4 separate regions of the Zea mays genome follow, and all the other regions are linked to region 1. The links are chromatin contacts, called in public Hi-C maps. All regions are on one chromosome and are shown on one strand. The core of a region is the stretch at or near the end of the contact, and the rest is flanking DNA. Distances in the headings are between cores, read along the strand shown.

Region 1 (2,700 bases), core at 186-2,685:
TACGGTGTTCGTTCCTCTCCTTACATCAAGCAAATGGCAGTCAATTCCTTCTGAAATCTATTTATACGGGGCCATTCGAAAAAAGACCTTGTAGTTAGATTGGTGGTGAGGGGATTCACATGTCTAGCCAGGGCAAGGTGCCAGAAATAGCCAAGCACGAGATAGTTGATACGTGTTTTTCACAAAAGCACCGGTCAGTTACTAGGTAAAATAAGTAATAGGCTTGGTCAAATGTCCTGGAATAGAACTATTTGCCAAGGTAGCTGGGTTTAAGAAACACGAGATAGGTCGCTGCCTGTAAAGAATAGGTAAGCAAAGGATAGGGCAACAGATTTTCTAAGGCTGAGTTTACCCACCTATCATTAGTTTTCTTCCCCTTGCTAAATAGCACATGTATCTGATACCAATAGCTCAGTCCAGCACTCTGTTAAATTGTCACGTGGTCTGCTTCTTTCACCATCTCATGAGCCCTTATGAGCTCAGTTGTGCTTTCACCTTTACTCAGTGAGCAGTAGAAATTCCACAGGCAAAAGGAATGTTCTCAAAGTACCACCCCAACATGAACCCCAGACCCACACTCAAAAACGAATGTTCTGAAAGTACCACCCTAACGTAAATCCCAGACCCACACTAAAAAACAAGGCAGCAGGATGCTGCCAAAATAGGATACCCAAAATAAAAGAATAGAACACCCAAGAAAACAGAAGTTGAAGTTCATAATATTATTCAAGATAATATATTAGACACTGAAATGCTGAATTCAAGAAAAGACCTAATGAACTCAGGTGCTACAAATCCAAACATCAATCCAATAAAACATAGAACCATTGCAGACACGTCTCCATGATGCAGGTGCCAGTGGTGGAGCCAAAATCTTTCAACTTGTTCCGATTTCCCAAGCCAGAAAAAAAATGCTCAGTCAAAATAAAAGAAGTCACATTATCGATATTGATTGAAATTGCTTGGGCATGCGTGACATAATGGGAATAACAAAATATTCAATGAAATTACAATTTGATTTTACGATCATGATCCATTGTCTGGAAGGCTGATTATTATCACTAACCTTAGCTTGTGAAGGAACTGTCGCTTAGCAATTGTTCGAGTGTTCATCCACAGGGTTACTTCTCAAATTATCTTTCACGTGTTCATCGAAACAAATACTGTAAACAGAAGCGGCTAGCAGCTGCTACTGGAACTACTAGCACCAGGGGTAGACCCAGTAAAGGGACATCGATGAACACATGAACAGCCGATAATTTTTGCAAAATGTTCGAAGCTAGTATGCATCAAATAGCCAAATTGATTTAAGTTAGGGTTTGGGTGCTCGGTTTCGCACAGAAGGGAAGAGAAAGGGGTGGAAATACCTGTGGGTGCTCGTCGCCGGAGAAGATACCGATGAAGGCCTCGGCTCTGGCTAGGGCTGCGGCGTAGGTTGCGTCGGCAGCGGCAGCCCACCCAGTCCTGGGGGGGCACAGAACGCACACGGGGTGAAGCGTCAATCCGTGATGCGACGTACAGCCCAGGTCCGGGGTTGTTGGGCCCAGGAAAGCGTACCCGCACGAGCCTTCTCTTGGGTCCTTTTTTTCACATTTTAAAAAACAATTCTTCGTTTTTCTCTCTCATTTTATTCTTATTGATTTCGTATTTATTCTCTCCAATGGATACTTCTCATGGGTAGTCGGGTATTGATTTCAAATAACGTCTCGTTTTATTCTAAGAATTGAATTTTATTCTAATAATAGTAATTTAGGCATATATCATTAAGCTAATTTAGTTTTATACAAAATATATTTGTATACTATTATTAGCAAGATGTCGGAGATATTTATGTACTACATTTTTAATATAGATGAGTGAGTCGAAGATTGTCCTATCAATTATAGGGTAGAAACAAATTCTATTGATGCATAAAATCATTTTTCATCCTCCACCCCATGAATTTGAGATAAACTTATATTTAAACTTTGAAAAGTGTTGGAATGTTAAACTCCAAGCTAAATAGGTTACTTTATTAAGTAAATTCTAATTCTTCCAAAATAAATGGATCCAAACACCCCCTAAGAGAACAATAATAATATTTACCTAATTTGTGTTGTAAATAAGTAAATGGAACAATTTTATTTATTTTTATTAAGGTTGAATAATTCTAAAACTAGAAACCATTTTCACTTTAAACCTAGAGCAATTGCAAGAACTTAGAATTTTTATCTCATAAAGCTATAACACTTTTCTTCTGAACTATAAACAAATTTCTCTTTGTGACAATTTCAAGTGAATGTACAAATTGTGTACTATAGATGGAACAACAACCGTTCAGCCAAGAATATTGTTCTTGTCGTGGTTCCGGAAAACAGGGTGCAGTAAGATTTGTGTTCGCGAGGGGTGCTAGCGTGGACTCACTCCGAATGGTAAATCGCTGGGACTCAAATGAAGAATTTGGGACATGGGGTTTATACTGGTTCGGATTCACACCCTACTCCAGTGTAGTGTTGATCATAGTATTGCTTTGAACGTGTTACGACAAGTGTGCTTGTGTGCCTATCCTTATGAGAGGAAGAGGATCCTTCCCTTTTATATCCCAAGGGTCAGAGCTTACATTGTTCCTTCTTCAGAGAGAGAGAAGAAGTCTTTCATCTGTTGCCCGGACCCCCTTCTTCTGGTTGCGTGAAGTAGCGCTCCATGCCACTTGTTGTTCTT
Region 2 (2,700 bases), core at 49-2,548, 340 kb before region 1:
AATGATCTGGCAGAACAAATACAAGTCTCCAACTGCAGTGCAAGTTCAGGCCATTGCATCAAGTTTGCCACAATACCATCCAACTAGGTCTGGTTCCTTATACCCAAAAAAAACTTAGGTCTGGCCACCATTGCTATAAGCTTATATAAAGGTTACCTAATATAAACTTGAGGTTGAACAACAAAGCAAATTATCAACTGAACAGATAATTAAGACAGGATTTGCACACGAAACATATTCGGAGGGCACTTCAGCTAACTTTTTTATCTAGAAAAAAATACTCTTACTAATCACCATCGCCAAGGGTGCACCTCTATCAATATATGAATATATCTAAACATGACTACACTCCATTTTAAAGTCTGAAGCAGAGGCGAACATCAAAATCAGCTGCTTTAGCTGCACAACTGCTATGGAACTAAATTTCTTGCCAACCTGCAGCTACTACCTAGTCATGGAAACAAAACAAATGAGGTGGATCCATCCAGCGCATAAAGTGTTTATAGAAATTGCTAGTTTCTCACTATATCCCCAAATCCAGTTCTGGAAATCGACCAAATTAGGTCAGATCTCAACAAAGCCGCAGAAACACCACCTAAGTGCTAAACGAAGCATCATGACGCAATAAAATAGGGCGACCACTCACCGTCCTCGCCCTCTCCTTCGTCCTCTTCTTCCTCATCCTCGTCGACCTGGGCCTCCTCGTCGAAGAATCCTCGCACCCCGCCGCCACCCTTCTTCCTCGGTCGGCCACCGCCGTCGTCATCCTCATCGTCCTCGTCCTCGATGGCCGAGTCGTCGATAAAGTTGTCTTCCCGCGACCGCTTCCGCCCGCCGCCGCTCTTGGCGCCGCCGCCGCCGCGGGAGGCCTTCCCGCGCCTCGTCTCCTCCTCGTAGTCGTCCTCCTCATCCTCATCCTCGTCGTCGTCCAGGTCATAGGCATCCTCCTCTTCCTCCTCATCGACCTCGTCGTCGTCGTCGTCGTGGCCGCGCCGAGCCATCGATTTTGCGGCTAGGTTTTCGAGCTCTCGCGGGATGCACGCAGCGGAAGGGGAAACTCCTCGCGGCGAATCGTGTGAGCGAAGAAGAGGCGAGACCGAGAGCGGCGAGCGCGAGGGTGTAGAGCCGAGCCGCCTCGCAACTCCGCGAAGCCGCGCGTAAGGCTGCCGTCGACCAAGGCCGTTGGATTCCTGTCCGGAGCGCTGAGATTCGCGGCCAGAGTGGGCTGGTTTCGGGACATGAATTGAGCCGGCCCTGGCAGGGTGTTTTTCTTGCAAAGACTGCTCATGTTTTGAACGCCGTTGCGGAGAGAGCTCGTCGCCGTCCTGGACTCATGGTAAAGCAGCGTCAAGAAATAATATCACAACAGGTGTCATTATCTGCACATAATTTAATATCACAACACTAAAGGCCTGTTTGATAGGCGACTGCGACGCCACAGCACGCCGCACACCCGCGGCGGCTGGAGTGTGGCGCGGTGTGGATCCCGAGTCAGCCTACCAAACAGGCTCTAAATTTCAAACCAATCCGATATGATTTTATCACTCAAACATGTCTATAATCACATCTCACTTAAATTTTGTCAAATGGACATGTTTCAACACATTGTGAATCGAACTTACAATACACTTACCAAAAACAAGTCTTATAAACTTATCCGACACAAATCAATCCAATTTTGATTACTAAACATTCAATCAATTCTCATCTTATGCGAGCAAACAAGTGTATATATCCAATTCAAACAACTAAATAAATTGATCAAACAAATAATATACCTTGTATTTGTATATGGCTCATAATCACCCAATAGCAAGCTTTCAACTTCAAATATTTTCAAGCCACCAAATATATATTCAATCATTCACAACTCGGTATTTGCACTTGCATATGTAGAACATTTGGGCTTCACTAGTATTGTCACGATATTGAGTCGTATATGTGCACTAGGCTTAAATTACTTGATTCAACATAAGATAGACCAGATTAATTCCATTTGAACCAAGCCTCAAAAAGCCAGTGCTACCTGAAAGTCACCTAGAGGAGGGTGAATAGACGAAACATAAAATTTATAAACTTAAACACGCACTAAGGTCGGGGTTATGGTTAGAGTTAAACTCAAGTCGCAAAGAGAGGGAAAACAAATCAACCAAGAAATAAGGTGAGTGAACACGGTGATTTGTTTTACCGAGGTTCGGTTCCAAAGAACCTAGTCCCCGTTGAGAAGGTCACAAAGACCGAATCTATTCCAACCCTTTACATCTCTCAAACGGTCACTTAGACCGAGTGAGCCTTCTTCCTTAATCTCACGGGTCACTAAGACCCCCGCAATGACCACCCACACTTGGTGTCTCTTGCCTCGCTTACAAAGCACTTGAGAATAAGAATGAGAAAAAAAGAAAGTCAATCCAAACGACAAGAACTCAAATGAACACAAAAATCTCTCTCACAAGCCACTAAGTGTTTGGAGTGAATTTGGAACTTAGAGAGGATTTGATCTCTTGTATTGTGTCTTGTAGTGAATGCTAGAGCTCTTGTATTGAATGTGATACTCAGAAAACTTGGATGCTTGGAGTTGTGGTGGTTGGGGGTATTTATGTAACACTCGTTGCTCCCACGCAATGGGTGTTACCAAAAACCCTTCCCACAAATTAGAAAGCATAAAAAAAGATGGGGACAGAAAGAAAAATATGGCAGCAC
Region 3 (2,700 bases), core at 47-2,546, 280 kb before region 1:
AAATAATTCTAGTTAGCAATATCACACAAACTTGCGCAACTAGTCAACTACGCACATAGGAAGCTTCTACACACTACCGGAAATAGCTCCTTTGCCGAGTGTCTTAAGCACTATGCAAAGCTTGAAAAATACTCGGCAAAGAAGACTCGATGAACTGTACATCGACAATGTTTTCTTTGCCGAATACTTTTTATCAGGCACTCGGTCAAGACATTGTCGAATGCCACTCGATACTCGTCAAAGAAATGTCGTCGTCACAGCGCCAAGTGACGGCGTCAGATCCTGTGTCGAGTGCCCATCGAGCGGCACTCAGCAAAGGCTCACTCTTTGCCATATCTCCTTATTAAAAAAAATAGCTCTTGAATTCCTTGAAAAACCGGCTGCTCTTGTGCAAGGTACTATATGTGAATTGTGATCTGCAATGCCCATTCACTCATGCTAGTGGCACTATTTGGTTAACGTTGCAATTTTTATGTGCACGTAGAAACCGTGATCTGGTCCTAATATGGTCTTGCTAGAGATCTTTCACTTAAGGCCAGCTTACCTTTATTTTATAGTATAATTTGCGCACGAAACATTAGCTAAACAATAGTTGTGGTTTAACCCTATATTTCTCCAACAAAATGTAGGATGGAGACATAGATGATGGTGATAATGATGATGGATCCGAGGCATCGTTGTGGGCTCGCTGGTGATGACCTAGATGACGATAATGCAGCATGGATGTTATGGATGTTTCTTATTATATTTGTTGTGTAATGCTTCGTGACCTTTCGAGCTTGGGAATTGTGGACTCGCGAACTTATAAATCGTGGACTCATAAAATATGTGTGAATTTATTATACTGTGAACTTATCATATTGTCAATATCGTTGATTTTGTTTTTGGTAAAAAAAAAATGAAAACGGAAACGGCTCTGGCGTCTACCACCGACCGTCTTTATCCATAGCAAGCAGTACACCACGCTCAGGAACGAGTGAGCGGTGGTGGCCCAGCCGTGCTCTGCAACAGCTGCTTGACTCGGCCCACCGCACTACGTACACCCGCGCCGCTTCAAAAATTCTGAAGTGAGCCAGAGCGAATACGAATTGACCCGTGCATGGCCCATCAAATGACTGCCGGCATCTGCATAGAGGAGCAGGGAACGTGGACAAAAAGGACAAGGACAGCGTCCATGCGCGCGCACTCCTGGCCCAGCAAATTCTTCGTTCTTCTTCGGGGTCCGGTTCCCCGCACGGCGCATGCGTGCTTTGGAACGCTCGGCCGCCCGCCCACGCCACGCCAGGCGGCAAGACTGCGCGATTCATGCATTTTTTTAGCCTGATGCCTGCCGGCCGGTAGTACGTGGTGCCGTGGACCGCTCGTCCTTGTGAGACGACCCCCATCCCCCAAGCGTAGGCGTAGCGTAGACGCGCAGTACTAGGAGCGAGAGTGAGTGGTGGAAATATGGACCAGTCTTTTTGCCACCACATCCACATGCATATGCACGGTCTAAAAACATGAGCTTAAAAACATGCTCACCACAAAATAATATGGATCGTGTTAGTATGATCTGAAGACGAACTTAGACTGAACCTTAAATTTTGGCCCATTGAGCACCCGCATGTACCGGGTTTGGAACGGTACGGCACAACGAAGTTCATATTATTTAATTTGTTTAATTTAGTAAGTGTTGATGTCTTTTCGGAGCGCCAAACACTCAACAAGAACCGTGTCGGTGCCCTCTGCACAGAGGCGGACGGTCCACGGCCTGGTGCGAGGCGTGGCGGTGCTCTCTGCACAAGAGTGGACGGTCCGCGCACAGGGGCCGGATGGTCCGCGGCCTAGTGCAAGGCTAGGGCTCCTGCCTGACGGCCGGACGGTCCGCGCCCTGGGGCCGGACGGTCCGCACGTACGCAGGGGCGGCGGAAGATCGCCGACGGCGCCTGGATCTCGCTCCCGGGAGGGACCCCGTCGGGGAGGAGAGATCCTAGGAGTTGTCTAGGCTCGGGCCGGCCGACCTAGACTCCTCTAATCGACGTAGAGTCGAAGAGAAGCGGAGAGTTTGAGGATCGAGGGGCTAAACTAGAACTAGACTAGAACTACTCCTAATTGTACTGAAAATAAATGCGAAATAGAAGTAGTATTTATTCGATTGATGGGGGTTCAATCGGCCGTAGCCCTTCATCTATATAAAGGGGGATGTCTGGATCCGCTTCAAACTGATTTCCGAGTTAACCCCGCGGTTTTAGGTAACAAATCCCGCAGGAAACTAGGAACCCTAACTGACTCTGCGCACGCGCAGACTGTCCGCGCCACCACCGCGGACTGTCCGGACCGCGGACCGTCCGGCCTCGGGGGCAGACCGTCTGCACTGCTCTTTTTAGCATTAAACATATGACCCCTGCCTTTTGGTGAAGGTTGATGAACCAAAAGCATATGAACTAAACCTGATGTAAGTCATCGGCTTTTCAACATGGAGATCATTCAATAAAGCACCAATGTATAAAGGCTGTTTCAGATTGTATCCTTCTCGGCCATGACCATTTGGTCAATGGATCAAAAGGAATAGCATGGAGATGCCCCCCAGTCTGGATAGACAAAGGGACTATACATGTACCATGGATTCATCATTATACCATTCCATGTTTGAACAGGATAATATAACGATGATGAGTAAACGGGTGGAAAGTACCCTGGCCTCATAGGATGAATAGGCGA
Region 4 (2,700 bases), core at 1-2,500, 290 kb after region 1:
GGCCTCATCACATTTGCCAGACTTGCAGAAGGCGCTAATCAGCATCCCGTAGGCAACAACATCAGGCCTGATGCCAGCATCAATCATTTCTTGGTACATTGTTTTCACCATCAACAGATCTTTCTCATGGCCCCAACCTTCCATGAGGACAGTGTAGGTTTTCAAATCAGGTACAAACTTACCCTTCCTCTTCATCTCCTTATAGATGGCTTGCGCCTTCTTCACTTGTTTGGATTTGCTTAGCGTGTCAATCAGCCAGTTGTAATCTGATAACTCAGTTTTAAGCCCAAAAATGCTCATCTTCTCGAATGTCTCAACAGCCTCTTTGACCTTTCTAGCCCGAGCGTACCTTCGGACTATGAGCTTGAATGTGTCCTTAGATAGCAAGCCCCGGCACCGCATGGTCTCCACCAAGCTCCACACCAGCCTGAACTGCTTGATCTTTCCCAGCGCCTCAATCAGGTTGTGGAAGCCCTCAGCCGTGTAACTGAAGCCCTCCTGCCTCTCTGCCCAGCGGAAGAAGGCAAGTGCTAACATCCCAGCATTGCTCAAGTTCTTGAGCACTTCAGCTACCAGCTCTGGGGACACGGCCACCCCAAGCGCATCAAGTGTCGACGCGATCTTTGGTTCTGGCTGCGTGGATACAATACGACACACCATCTTAGCAGCCTCTGACATGCCCACAGGCGGGCCATCCCCAAAGGCGTCACCCGGTGTGACTGTGAATCGCAGTGGCTCTGCACTAGCGCGCTCATCCGTGGACTGCCGAGCCACGGTACAAAACTGTGAAACGTGTGTTCGGCCGAGCACCTGGCAGGCATGGCCAAACAGCGCGTGGCTTGGCAGTTTCGGTGGAGGCATTCCGTTGAACAGCCCTTGTGCGTCCGTGGCGAGCCCGCAGGGACCACTCCTCATGGAGGAGTTGAGCAGGGTGTAGACTGGGCGGGCAAGGCGATGCATCGAATCGTGGTTCTGATAGGAGGGTTTGAGGGACAAGTGATTTTGCAGTGACGTGGAAACTCTTCGGTAGAAGCAAGGTGGTCAGGGAAGTAAACTGAAAGGAGTCAGAAATACATTTCTGCCATGCGCGGGCTGAGGCGGGGGTGCGCCTTGCCGGCGCGGGCTGAGGCGAGGGCGCACCTGGCCGGAGCGGGCAGGGGCGGGAGTGCGCCTTGCCGACGCGGGCTGAGGCGAGGGCGCACCTGGCTGGCGCGGGCAGGCGCTGGGGGCGCGGCGGTGTGGGCGGGAGTGACGGCGTGACGCGGTGAGGGCGAGTTAGCCAACTAGCGGCTTAGCGCAGCGGGTTGGGTTGGCAGCCGATTCTTGCTGGGCCACAGCAGGCCAAATTCTGGGCACGTGGCTGGGCTGGCTGGGCCGGGCCGGGCCTCCGCCACTGCTTTCAAGATGGTTGATGAGACGAGGAAGTGTAAAATCGGTTCAAATTCCTGTACCGATGCTGTGATTCTTTAGTATCCTGTAAGATCGCAGAAAGAGGATGGGAGAATTAGTTTGGCACAAGAGGCGGCTTTGAAGTTGGAAGTGACAAGGAAAACAACTCTTCGTGGTTAAGAAATCCTTTTGTTGTTCATAAGAACAATGTAGCACCTGGAGAATTACAGTCACAGTGTCTCGGATACCAGTAGCTCCAGCCGAATTTTTTGTTTTTAACCCTTTTTTGACAAAAATTTACAAATAGACCCCCAGAAAACTTAAATGCATTTTTGGACCTGATACTCGGCGCCATAGGCTATGGCGCCGAGGTAACACAGCTCGGCGCCATAGCCTATGGCGCCGAGCTGTGACGTGGCACTAACGGCTCCTGCGGCTAGGGCTGACGTGGCGTCGACGCGGCGCCGTAGCTCGGCGCCACAGATCTTGGCGCCGAGCTACGGAGGCCTATAAAACGGCCGCGCTGCTGGCCGAGTAGACCACATCTCCCCTCAATTCAAAACTTCGTCAAAAGTTGTTGTATTCAAAGTTTCGAGTTGCAACACTTCGTAGACCAAGGTATGGTGTCTCACTGATTCATTTTGTATATTGGGTTGTAATTTTTCGATTATTAGTTTCCAATGTTGCTTATAAAATATAGAGTATCGTTAATATGATGAGTACATTTGATTTGATAGTTTGTGTAAACCGATTATAAAGTCTATTAGGTACAAGTGTTAATTATAATAGTTTCTTAGATGAAAGACATGTACCGGGAGGCGTTGTGGCAGAAGAGAGGTCGTCCTCGGGAGTTATATCCGGACGTATCTAGTAAGGATGCTCCTGTTCCTCCTGAACTTCCTGTGCCTAACTATGACTGTGGCAGACTGGCTTGGGTATGTTAATCGAAACATCCAGACACGGCTGCTCGCTGCTTCTACCTTTTTGGCGGTTTTAACGTACGTAGCTTATGACTTGTGACTTAATATTGTCCGATTTTTTGTTTACTAGATGTGCAATAATGCTTCGTTCCATTATTTTAGGAGCACCTGAGGTGTTTCTTTTTCCAGTGGATTGACGGTCCTGATAAATTTGACTCTCGATACCTTCTTTTCGCTAATTGGTTGTGTGGAAGGACTAGTCATGAGCGTTTTAAGCGTTGGGTATCTCCTTCCCCGAATCCTCCACCAATGACGGATGCGGAGAAGGAGGTAGCAACAGAAAGAAAAATGGACTCGCCGCCACGATGCGATTGTGAAGATCGTGCTATCA

Evidence for each region. A called contact is a pair of places that touch in the nucleus more often than the background predicts.
Region 2: a contact with region 1 is called in a Hi-C map of leaf, with 3 times the contacts expected there. The contact joins the promoter of LOC103637903 here to the promoter of LOC100191389 in region 1. A contact is called at or near these places in 11 of 25 Hi-C or Micro-C datasets (ear, endosperm, leaf and 2 more).
Region 3: a Hi-C map of leaf shows a contact between it and region 1, with 5 times the contacts expected there. The contact joins the enhancer-like site here to the promoter of LOC100191389 in region 1. A contact is called at or near these places in 3 of 25 Hi-C or Micro-C datasets (leaf and tassel).
Region 4: a Hi-C map of tassel shows a contact between it and region 1, with 2.5 times the contacts expected there. The contact joins the promoter of LOC100281443 here to the promoter of LOC100191389 in region 1. A contact is called at or near these places in 2 of 25 Hi-C or Micro-C datasets (ear and tassel).

The regions. Positions count from the first base shown.
Region 1 is chr9:9,950,237-9,952,936 of Zm-B73-REFERENCE-NAM-5.0, reverse strand. It overlaps LOC100191389 (Aminotransferase-like plant mobile domain family protein), which reads right to left and starts at 1,435. Exons shown (of 4, transcript NM_001136823.2): 1 at 1,368-1,435.
Region 2 is chr9:10,290,349-10,293,048 of Zm-B73-REFERENCE-NAM-5.0, reverse strand. It overlaps LOC103637903 (putative transcription elongation factor SPT5 homolog 1), which reads right to left and starts at 1,298. Exons shown (of 22, transcript XM_008660913.3): 1 at 647-1,298. The coding sequence starts at 1,001.
Region 3 is chr9:10,225,342-10,228,041 of Zm-B73-REFERENCE-NAM-5.0, reverse strand. No RefSeq gene overlaps it. Among protein-coding and RNA genes, the nearest start is that of LOC103637903, 65 kb to the left of the region's middle. Within about 2 kb of position 1,296, at least 17 of the 20 cell types and tissues checked have an H3K27ac peak or open chromatin away from gene starts, as enhancers often do. A contact at or near this core is called in leaf and tassel, where this site is marked.
Region 4 is chr9:9,660,952-9,663,651 of Zm-B73-REFERENCE-NAM-5.0, reverse strand. It overlaps LOC100281443 (GTP binding protein), which reads right to left and starts at 1,250. Exons shown (of 1, transcript NM_001154361.2): 1 at 1-1,250. The coding sequence starts at 960.